Linked DNA regions of Mus musculus: region 2 is linked to region 1. Evidence: chromatin contacts called from public HiChIP or PLAC-seq data. All regions are on one chromosome and are shown on one strand. The core of a region is the stretch at or near the end of the contact, and the rest is flanking DNA. Distances in the headings are between cores, read along the strand shown.

Region 1 (5,448 bases), core at 852-3,351:
CATGAGCTGCGGCGGGCACATAGGAGGGATAGGTGGGTATCGGGTGGTGTGTTGCAGGCTGGGTGCCCATGGTAGCTAGGCCCGGGCGCAGGGGACTGCCGCCTTCCATCTTCATGCTCTCGGAGAGTGACACTTGGTACTTGACGCCATCCTTGTCCTCACCCCGGGCTACACTACCCCCTGCAGAAGAAGAGGCCGGGGAAGCAGCTCCTGTTGTGCTGGGGTCTGGAGACACTTCTTTGGGTGGCGTGGGTGGGAAGCCGAAGAGATGGGAGCCCGAGTGGGCTGCAGTGGGGGTGAGGGAGGCCACGGAGCTCCCACTGCCTCCCCCGCTCCCACCCGCAGCCCCTGGGTAAACAGACAGAGGCCCTCCGGGTGCTCCAGCAGCTGAGGGGTGCAGCGGGGTCTTGGAGAACGGGCTGACGGTCCAGGGACTGTGGTGATGGGCAGCGGCGGCAGAGAGAGCTGCTTTGCCCCCGTCCAGCCACGGCAAGCCTGGGCTGTGCAACAAGTGTGGTCGGCACATCTGGCCTCCGGTGAGACGGGCTGTGCAGAGGGAAAGGGGGTGAGGATGACCAGGGGCTTCAGAGCCATGACCCGGGCACACAGGATCACAACTCAGCGAACTACCATCAGCAGCCCCACCCTTTAAAACATCAGAAACGTAACACCTCAGCCTGTAATCATCAGCAATGTCAGTGAAAGGCCGAAGGACAAGTGACACAGCAGCCCCACCGGACAGGGCCCAGAAGGATTCCCCCACCCCCACCCCCGCCAAGACACTTGGAAATGGACCGAAACCCTACAGGTCCCAGACCCTCCCTAAGAAGTCCCTGCCTCCATCTTCTTAGGCCCGATTTCGCAGCTGCTCAGATTCCTGTGGATCCCACATCCGGGAAGCAGCAACAGGCCGTCCCCCCTCCAAGGCCTGGCCCGGGCGCCAGGCTTCCAGAAACCTCGGGGGCCAAAGCTCACCATGCGCCGGGCTGTAGGAAACGCGCGCGCGCGCGTGGGCCGGGTTGGCGTAGTAAGGGTTGCCCTGCGAGTCGAGATGGTTGAAGAAGACATCCACCTCGTCGGGAGGCAGCAGCTGTGCTGGCTCCATGTAGTTATGCGCCAGGCCCGGATGGTGCGAGTCGGGGTGCTGCGCATTCAATACGGCGGGGTGCGCCATCCAGCGAGGCTGCTCAGGCGCCACCTCCATGGTCCACTACTGTGTCTTGGGAACCAGGCGAAGGTGGGGCGGCCCTGGATAACAGAGGGAATGTGAAGGACACTGCCGCCTTCTGACACCCCCATTCCCAAAGTCTGTGTCTTGAGAGCAAAGACGTTCCATCGGAGCTTCACTGAGGACCAGTCCCGGGTGGAAGGAAAGCGCAAGGTTTAAAACGAAAGGAAGGTGAAGGAAGGGGTTCAGCCTCATACACTTGCAGGGAAACTCGCGTTCCCACAGACGCAACTCCACATACACGAGGTCACACACACGGATAGGTCCTGACATCGGTGACCCCCCCAAAACGCACGCGGAACTGAAATCAGGTTCTCACACCGTGCCCCTGTCCTCTGGGCACACAAACACATAAACTCTGACTAAAAGTTAGAGACAGTTGCCTAGACATCCACTCTGGGGCACACGCTCTCCCACGCCCCCGTAACACTTTGACAATATATACACAAACTAACCCCCAACACCCCGGGCCACCCCAAAAAACGCACCCGCAGTTCCTGGGGCTGCGAGCCGGTCCCCAATGCACTCTCTAGCAGTCAGCCAACCTCTCCCCAAAGCATAAGAACGTAATCGCCCACAGGAGATCCTGGTCTGAGCTCCACAGAGATCCCTCCAACCTAGGAATGTCCACAAGCCCCCTGAACCTCAAACTTACACTCGCAGCGGCGCGGGAAGGGGAGGGCTCAGCAGTAGAGAGTAAGAGACACCAGGAGAGCCCGGGTACGGCGGGCCCAGCGACAGCGCGTTCCAGGGCCGGCGGATTCACGGGATAGGGGTGGGGGACAGCGCGCGTCTCGGCCTCCGGCCCGCCCGGCTCCGGCCCCTCTGCATCCTCCGGCCGCCCTGGCGCCAGCTGCCGACTCCTGCACAGACGTGAAGCGGGGGCCGCGCACGCCTATGAAGCCGGCGCCAGCCAATCAGCGCCGCGCGCCGCCCAGCCTCCGCCCCCCCATTGGCTGCTCCCGCCGCTTTGGCCGCTGGACTTCGGGAATGACCCGCAAGCTGGCCTCCTAGGCTGCCTGGCCCCCTACCAGCGCCCTCTCTGCGGCCTCTGATGCCAACGCCCCCCCCCCCCAGGGGACCTTCGCCGTGGGCAGACCCTGCACCCCTCCGGCAGACGCTCAGGTCTTCCAACCTCTGCCCTCCCAGCAACTAGGCACGAATAGGGTCCCTGACTTCCCAGGAGCCGAGACGTGCACCTTCTGGGTATCTCTCTGCTGGGACCACAGCTTTCTACTCTCGGGCGGAGCCCCACCTCCACTGCTACGGACGACGGCCAGCCCAAATCCAACTGACTCCCCAAACTCTCTGTCCTTCTATCAGGGATAGCTGTGCAAGAGGCTGGTAGGATCCGCTGGACAACATGAGTCTAGGGATTGTGGACTTCTCTAGGGCACCCGAACTTTGAGCACTAAGACACTTGAGGCTGTGCTAGACCAATAATGGTCGCGGTCAAGCCAGTGGCCCAGGGAGGGGGAAGGGCTCCGGGCGGGGCCTTAGTAGACCACCAGGCTGAACTGCCTGGGGCGAGGCCGTGGAGCGGGAAACTGGCGCCAGAGTCGGCTGAAGGGAGACTCCCGGGGTATTAACCATATATATTTTTTCTTTCTAAGGGTCCCCGAGACGGTCTTTAGGGAGAGGGAAGCAATGTTGTGAGCACTTTTTCCCCAAAGTCACCTGGAGTTTTTCTCCACAACACCTCCATTCTGGAGAGACAAGTGAGTTCAGTGGCGAGTATACAAACCTAGCTCCCTCCCTGGCTATAGATGGGAGACCTAAACTCCAAGAGTCCAGAAAGAAGCTTGTGAGTCCAAGACTTTTAGGGGAATCTAGACAGGTGCGATGGATTGGCCAAGCTTGGAGCCCTCCACATAGCTCCTCTATCTTTGCAGGGACCGAAACCCCTAAAGAATAATTCCAGAGGAGTCCCAGGTTGGTCCCGAGCTGGGGAAAGGCTGGGGTCCCCGCCGCCCCCAAGGATGGGGGAGGGGCGGCAGGATTGACAGTCCGTAATTGGGTAACTGGAGGCGGCTTCTCCGGCCCGGCGGCCCCGCCACCGCGACGCCGGGCCCCTGACGTCACCCGATTCGCCAGGAAATGAACTTTTTAATAATCCAAGGAGGGTGGAAAGCCCTCGGTCCCCTCGGCTCGGGGGGCGCCCAGCCAGGAGGGCTCAGCTTCTCGGGCGCGCCCCCGTCACCCCCTCCCAGGTCCTCTGCGGACAGCGCTGAGGGGGCGCGCGCACGGCAGGGCCTCCTCTGGCCTCTGCGGCTGGCGTCCATCTGTCTGTCCGAGGCCCTGGAACAGGTAAAGGCCTGGGGCCCGGGGTGCAGAACTCCACTGGACCGGAAACCCGCGCCTCTTGCTCCCTGGCGCGGGGGGGGGGGGGTCCTGCTGTCCGCTGTATTCCCCGCGCCTCTGTGCTCCAGAGCCATCAGGGGCCCAGGAGGCTCGGGAGTCCGCGCCCAGCCGAGGCGGGAGGTCTAGCAAGAGGGATCCAGGGGCTAGAGGGGCGCGAGACCGCAGTGCCTCGGGGTCGGCTGGGCAGGTGGGTGGTCTCAGTGCCAGCCAGATTCGCGCTCCCACTGCGCGGTTCACTTAGGACCCGCTTTCGGGAAGGCTTTCTCGGCTTCTCCCAGCCTTTAGCCCATGATTCTCCATTAACGAGCAAGGCGAAATCGTCGTGGAGTTTCCAGATTGTTCTATGTCCCTGGAACCTAGCAGGAGATTCTAAAGGCCTCTCAAAGCCGGCGATAACCCCATTTTCGACAACGGTACCCCATGCGGCCGAATTCCATGGCCCTGCAGAGTTCTAGGAGGAGAACGCGGTGCGCAGAGGAAACTGCCCTGACCGAGTCGGCGCGGCGGCTGTCAAGGCGGGGGTCTCCGAGCAGATACCCTCCCCCTCGCCCGGAGCAGGTAATTTCCCTCTTTTCTCCCAAAGTCGCAATTAAAATTATCTCCCTGTTTGAACGAGATGGGGGTTGTCTTTTCCATGCCACATTGCGGACCGGGCAGCGTCCTGCCTGTCATAGAGGTGAAAATGGCCAAGCTTGGTGGGTTCCCACTCGAAACGAGAGCCCGGGGTTTCTCACGGTGCTGGCGCAGAGCGGAGTACAGAGGGGGATTTAATTACTCCGTTCGGCAGCTCAGAAAATCGCCATGCAACAAGGGCTTAACCGGGTGGTTAAGCTATGCTTGAGCCTGGGCCTCAGGAGACCCGCAACAGCCTAGCCTGCCCACAGACTGGGCATGGGAGAGGAGGAGGGTGGTCCTGCCAGGTCCTTTGAGGACCCAAGGTTGCCTTCTGGAAACTGCAAGCAACCAGCCAGCTGGGCCGAGCCCCTGCTGAGGTTGGAGTCCCTGCGTCTGATGCGGGTCTGCTGGGTTTTCCAGCAGGAACTAACCCGTCTGAAAGGGAAAATTGCAGGCTAGGATAGCAGAGCACTGAGTTGGCGAATAGAGGGGAGCCTGTGCTGATGCTGATGAACGTGTGTGAATCAGGTAGATCCACAAAGCCAAGAAGCCACTACTAGGCCAAAAATGAACCACCACTAAAAAGTCCAAACAAACAACAGGGAGGTCCGAGTCAGTTCCCAAGATGGCTTAGATTCGATTTTCCCCAACCCCACCGCCCCCCCCCAACGAAAGCAGATTTATTTCAACTTACAAACGCCCACTCTGAGGTTCCTAAGATACCTTCAGGTGGACACTTGCCTTTTAAATGTTTTGTTGTTGTTGTTGTTGTTGTTCATTTTGGAGCATACCCAGAGCTCTTCTCTGAACTAAATTGTCCTTTTCCTTCCACGGAGACCAGAGGGAGCTTGGCTCCCAAACGAAAATTTCTAACCACCATTTGTGCCTGTCTGTGTGTGTGTGAGAGAGAGAGAACTGGAAGTGTTTACAGAGAGGGGACAGTGCAAGGGGTGCTCCTGTGTGGGAGCTGGGTTCTGGGATCCAGGCCCTGTTCTGGGTGTGGCCCGGCTCCTGCAAACCATTCTGGAAAGGGGTGGAATTATTGGGAGCCCCCAGTTCACGCTGTCCCCCCCCCCCCACTTGCCCTTTGTTTAAACTTCGCTCCTCCAAGCCATCCTCTAGGATCACAGGGTTACCCTCTCCTTGCACACTAATTCTCTCCTTTTTCCTAAGGGCAGCTAAGTGGTCGGCTAGCTTAGGGCTGCCTTCCAAAAAGAAGTCGTTCACAACCCGGAGGCCTCCAG
Region 2 (5,448 bases), core at 1,546-4,045, 110 kb before region 1:
CCTCAGTACCTGGTCCCTTGGTGATGTGTGTCTCAGTCCACAGCTGGTCTTTCCATTCCAGCTAGACAGCTCTGGCCTTCACTTTATAATTAGAAAAAAACCTTGAACCAGGAAAAAACTGATGGAGAGAAGAATCAGTATTTCCTATGGTTAGACAAGCTGGGCCATCCCTCTTAATTCCTGTAGTCTACAGGTGCTGCAATTTTTCTTTTAGGCCTGAAAACCTGGCAAAGGTTTAGGCCCTTAAGGTGGGCCTAAGTCAGGGTACTACTATATACCCAAGTACACAATCTCTGAAGGCACTGGCGAAAGGAGAAGGGAGGCAACACCTTTTTCTTTAGTTCTGGAGTCAAACATGTGAGCCCCACTAATAGCATCTGTTTTGTCCAAGATGTAGAGTGGAGCCTGTCTGCCTTGTCAGAAGCACTCTGGTCCAATGGATACCGTCTTTGCAACTAGGTGTGAGTGGGTTAGAACCCCTGTCAGCCGCTTTCCACCAAGTGGTCTAGGGTAATGACTTGGCTTTGGTTTCTGTTTGTCAAATGGTGGTAAAGGCTAGAGGGTAATAGCAGGGCCTGGCTTCCCTGTAGGGCATTGGACTGAGGAAGAGACTTGTAGAGGGCTTTTGTCACCTCATACACCAGTTTTAGATAGCACATTCTTGCAGCATGCTGGGGTGGACTTTGTTTCTCTTTTAACCTAGAGTTTTTAAAAACCTTTATTCCAGTTGTCAAAGCTATGCATGCTTACTTTAAGAAATTGTTAGGAAGTATAAGGAAACCAGAAAAGACAACACACACACACACACACACACACACACACACACACACACACACACACACGCACGCACGCACGCACGCACGCACGTACACGCACACCACACTTACTTACAGGGAAGCATCTCTCCATGCTAACACAATTTCCTAGTATAAGTGACATTTTATTCTCTGTCCTGTTTATCTGTCTCTCTGTTGCTTGGGTGTCTCCATCTTTTGGTGATCATAAACAGTGAGGTAAATTTTAGTGAGCCATCATCCTTGCCTTTTGGAAAGTTTCTAAGAGGTAGGGTGCTTGGGCATCAAATGGAGGCATAGTGAGAACTTTGCAGAGGGGTTGGGCCAATGTTATCCCTGATGGAGACAGGAGACCCAGGATTTTGTCTCCTGGTGACTGCAACGAGGAGCATGCCCCTGTTGCAGGGCACATTGGTGCAGCGACAGTCCATACATATTTGGGTTGAGTGCCCAATTCTTGGACCTGGACTGAGTGTTCTCTGCTGGCGTGCTGACCAGAGGAACCCTGCTTGCGGTAAAGCGGTATTTCCATTATCTGGACATTGGTGGACAGATGACACTTTCTTTTATCCACTTAAAAGAAAACATGGGGCTGAGTATGAATCTGTCCTAGACCTACAAGTCACCTTTCATAGCAGTCGGGGTGTGACTGCTCTCAGGAGGCCCAATAGTGTCAGCCAATGAGACAAATAAAGACATTGTCTTGTTGCTCCTTCTGTTTCTCTGTCTTCATCACCCCGTTTTCACTTCAGCTCCTGTCATTGACCTAGATCCACCAAGGAGTGGGCCTGGGTTCTCCTGCCTGGGCTTGTTGTGTATGGTCAAGATGGATGCTAGCAGTGGGATGCGCTGGGAGACACTACTCCCTCCAACTGTGTTGTGTCATGGTATCTGCTCCATCAGTCAAGCCTAGTGGATTACTAAGCACAAATGCCAGAGAAGAGATGAGGCCAGTGCTGCCCAGTGCTCCCATCTGCACAGGGAGACCACCAATTTCGGTATGCCACACCTTGTGCCACAGACTCTAAGGTCAAGGCAGGAGGCATGAGCACCAGTGTGGTAAGCAGTGCAGCCTCTCAGCTACAGGGAGGCTGTGGGATGATGGTGTAGAGGACAGAGGAGGGCTTGACCCTGCCAGGACACAGGCCTGGGACACGTTGTAACCATGCATGGTGTGAATGTCTGATGCCTGGTTGTGACACTTGCAGCCTGTATGGCAGGGGAACTGGAGTCTGGGAGACTCATGGGAGTGCGCTTAATGCTGGACTTTGATGAAGAACAGGATAGTCCAAGAACTGGGGGACCCCTCCTGTCCACCTAAGATTAAAACCCACATGTTGTTCCTCACCAAGGCCCAGGGATCCAGATGTGGCCACCCTTGCTGTTCCATTATGCAGTGGGCCTCTAGCCACCAAGAGGACAGCTGGTCTCCTCAGCTTGCCTTGTATGGATTCCATACTCCAAACCCAGCAGTCACTTAAAAACAAAGCACAGTTTCATGGAAGACATAAGAATCTAATGTTGATGTAATTCAGTTTAAAGTTTTATGGGATGACAAATACTAGGAGTGGCTTGGAGGAGGAAGAAGGCTTCCTGGAAGGCCCCTTGTCACTTTTACAGTTCCCCTTTGTTATAGCCACGGGGGAAGGCTAATGGGAAGAGTGAATTTGTGAAGTTGACATGGAGGGCCATGAAATGTGCCATCCCAGAGGTCAGGGATCAGTGCCCTGCAAAGTAAATGTATTCATTTTAGGAGCTGGTGTCCAGCATGGAGCAGCATGTCCCAGGAGGCAGCAGTACAAAGGCATAGTAGAAGTTACAGCTCTTGAAAGGGTCTCCTGAGGTGGATGTTGGAGTCATTTGTATATGGAGTGAGGAGGGTAGAGAGAGCTGAGCAGAGGAGGAGAATTGTTGTGGGCCCAGATAATAATAGCCAGTGCTCAAAGACCTGGCGCCCAGTGAAACTGAAACCAATCCGAGTGAGCAAAGTAGAGATGGAGCTTGGCCTGGCAGACAGGCTGAAGACCAACTGCTGCTTCCTCTGGTCTTACAGGAGGTAATGTTCCTCTTCCTCTAAGCATGGGACTCCCTGGCTCCCTCCCAGGGGACAACTAGTCTTTTATTTAAGATCTGATGGAATTTTTGCATGAAGTAGATCCCTCTAGTTAACATATCCTCTAGTTTTGTGGAGGGCCCTGGAAGAGAGAACCTAAGCCAGGTGAAAGAGTAGCCTCCACTCTCAAGAGCTTCTAGAAAAGTCCTTGGCCTCGTGCCCAGAGGCTATATGAAGCAGGGAGGGCATATTATGCACAGGCCTTCTCACCTGTCCTTCCCTTCCGTAAAGACTGAATCTGGCTCAGGAGTGCATATTCACAGAACACTGTTCTCATGTGGGTTGGTTTGTTTTTAAGCAGTTTTTATGTGTGGTACTTGGGAGTAGGACAAATGAGAAGCCTTCTGGACAGGCTTGTCCCTGGTGATGGGGTGACACATTAAGACAGCAGCAAACACTGAGTTTATCTATCAGCCTAGTAAGAGCAGCAGACCTGCAGCCCCAGGTCAGTATGTAGGAGAGAGACTTCCTTGCATTGTTGATAGGACTATAGCTGACCACTGCCAAGAGCAGTCTATGAGACCTGATAAAATCAGAAGCATACCCACTGTGCTAGAGAAACTGTGTGTGTGCAAGCTGAGGCTTGTTCATGGCAGAAGCTAGTAACCCTCATGAACATCTATGGTGGGAATAAGTGATTTGGTGGGGAGTTGGCTCAGTGCATACAGAGCTTGTAGACCTGAGTTCTGATTCCCATATACACACTGCTTGTGGCAGTGCATGTCTGTAGCTCTAGCTCCAGCTCCAGCTTCCTGAGGCTGGCAACCATTTAGCTGAATCGGTCAGCTTCAGGTTCAGTGAGAAACTGTCTTACATAAAGTGAAAAGCATTGAGGAAGACATATGATATTGACCTCTGACTTCTACAAGTGTATACCATGAACACCAAGAGAGCATATATAGATACATGCTGTTATTGTGTGTGCCCGATATGAATAGATGTCAGAAATATAATGTCAAAGAAAGAGGGTCAGTAGTAGAGTTAAACTGTGATGTCATGCCATCATATACTAACAAGTGTGTCTACTACTCAGAAACACATACATGGATGTAAATATATAAAACAGGACACAGTGAATTCATGAGGATAGTTGCTACAGGACAGTCAGGAGGGGGAATAGGATTGGGATTTTAGTCAGCTCCTGGCAGAGGAATGCAGGTGATATCACTTGATTCTCTATGGTTTTGATTGGCTTTAATTTCTCTAAAACTAACTGGTTAGAATAAATGCCCCAAACTGACCTGCATTTTGCTTCTCAGCAAGGAGCCATCAGGGAGGCCCTGGTATCCCCCGGAGGCTCATATGTGCTGTCCTCACACAGAGCCCTGAGTTTGCCTTTGTGTGTGTGTGTGTGTGTATGTGTGTGTGTGTGTGTGTGTGTGTGTGTGTGTGTGTGTGTGTGTGATGCGATTAAATGCATTAGAGGGAGGAAAATGTCTTATCTGTGCACAGCCTTGCTCAAAGAAGAGGGAGAAATAAGAGCAGCCAAATTGAAACCTTATTAAACAAAATGGGTTAGGTCTGATGGAGCCCAACCTAGACTGATCTTTAAAAGCTTATTTCATTTTTTCCCCTCTCGTCTGAGCCTCTTTGAATTGAAGTAACTGATCCTGCTGTTGTAAGCTCATTAGCGTCAGACCTGTGTGTCTCTTTTCTGCCCCGATTTACATTTTATTAAGTCACAGCAAAGTTGTGCTTGACCTCGGCCAAGGCACAGGCTCATTAACAGTGAGATTGGGTAGTCAGTCCAGTCTCCTCATAGCTGGTACCACCTCTCCAGAATCTACAGCATGTCGCAAAGTATGTTCAGCTCTGTCTGTCAGCTTCACAAGCACCTGTGGACTATGCAGAAATCTGGAGGGCTGCTCCTCAAAAGAGCATGCTAAGTTGGACTCAACTGGCAAGGGCTACCAGGGCTTAAAGCCCTCTGCATGGTGTTGCACCTCATCCTAGTCATAGTTCTGGTACTAGTTTCTAACCTTGGCAGGCCTCAGGTTCCTGACCTATGTAGTGAGACCACCATTAGCAAGCTGGAAGACTATTCCATGAGAGTTGCATGAAATACATCTGAAATTCCTTTATCTGCACACCAGCTGATGGTAAGTTATCTGAACTGTCTCCCTGAAAAATAGTGCAGCAGAGGACTGGGAGTATATTAGTCAGGGTTCTCTAGAGGAACAGAACTGATAGAATGAAATATATGTATAAACTTAATAGTAGCTTACATGCTCTGGTCCAACTGGCCCAATAATAGCTGTCTACCAATGGATGGTTCAAGAATCTAGTAGTTGCTCAGTTCAAAATCTGGATGTCCCAGCTGGTCTTCGGTATTTATACTGGAATCCTGAAGAAGTCGGCTCTAATGCGAGTGAGAGAATGAGCTTGCAGCAAGAGCAAGGTCAATCAGGCAAAGAGCAAAAGCTTCCTTCTTCCATGTCCTTATATAGGCAGCCTCCAGAAAGTGTGGCCCAGATTAAAGGTGGCTCTTCCCACCTCAAAAACTCAGGATTAAAGGTAGGTCTTCCTACTTCAAATAATTTA

What was found. HiChIP or PLAC-seq counts read pairs in DNA pulled down with a chosen protein or histone mark.
Region 2: an H3K4me3 HiChIP or PLAC-seq map of bone marrow-derived macrophages shows a contact between it and region 1, with 2.4 times the contacts expected there. The contact joins the enhancer-like site here to the promoter of Gata2 in region 1. A contact is called at or near these places in 2 of 39 promoter capture datasets (liver and trophoblast stem cells), 1 of 15 datasets of contacts at CTCF or cohesin (embryonic stem cells), 15 of 484 Hi-C or Micro-C datasets (the G1E-ER4 cell line, cerebellar granule neurons, cerebellum and 7 more), 7 of 115 datasets of contacts at active chromatin or transcription factors (bone marrow-derived macrophages, craniofacial prominence, embryonic hindbrain and 3 more) and 2 of 9 other capture datasets (adipose tissue and pancreatic islet).

What each region holds. Positions count from the first base shown.
Region 1 is chr6:88,195,317-88,200,764 of GRCm38.p6, reverse strand. It overlaps Gata2 (GATA binding protein 2), which reads right to left and starts at 2,101. Exons shown (of 6, transcript NM_008090.5): 1 at 1,884-2,101; 2 at 976-1,248; 3 at 1-546. The coding sequence starts at 1,204. Gm38708 (a long non-coding RNA gene) reads left to right here and starts at 3,382. Exons shown (of 4, transcript XR_001785312.2): 1 at 3,382-4,147.
Region 2 is chr6:88,303,883-88,309,330 of GRCm38.p6, reverse strand. The region is part of intron 4 of Eefsec (eukaryotic elongation factor, selenocysteine-tRNA-specific); the gene reads left to right. Among named protein-coding and RNA genes, the nearest start is that of Dnajb8, 84 kb to the right of the region's middle. Within about 2 kb of position 2,795, at least 23 of the 459 cell types and tissues checked have an H3K27ac peak or open chromatin away from gene starts, as enhancers often do. A contact at or near this core is called in bone marrow-derived macrophages, colon epithelium and uterus, where this site is marked.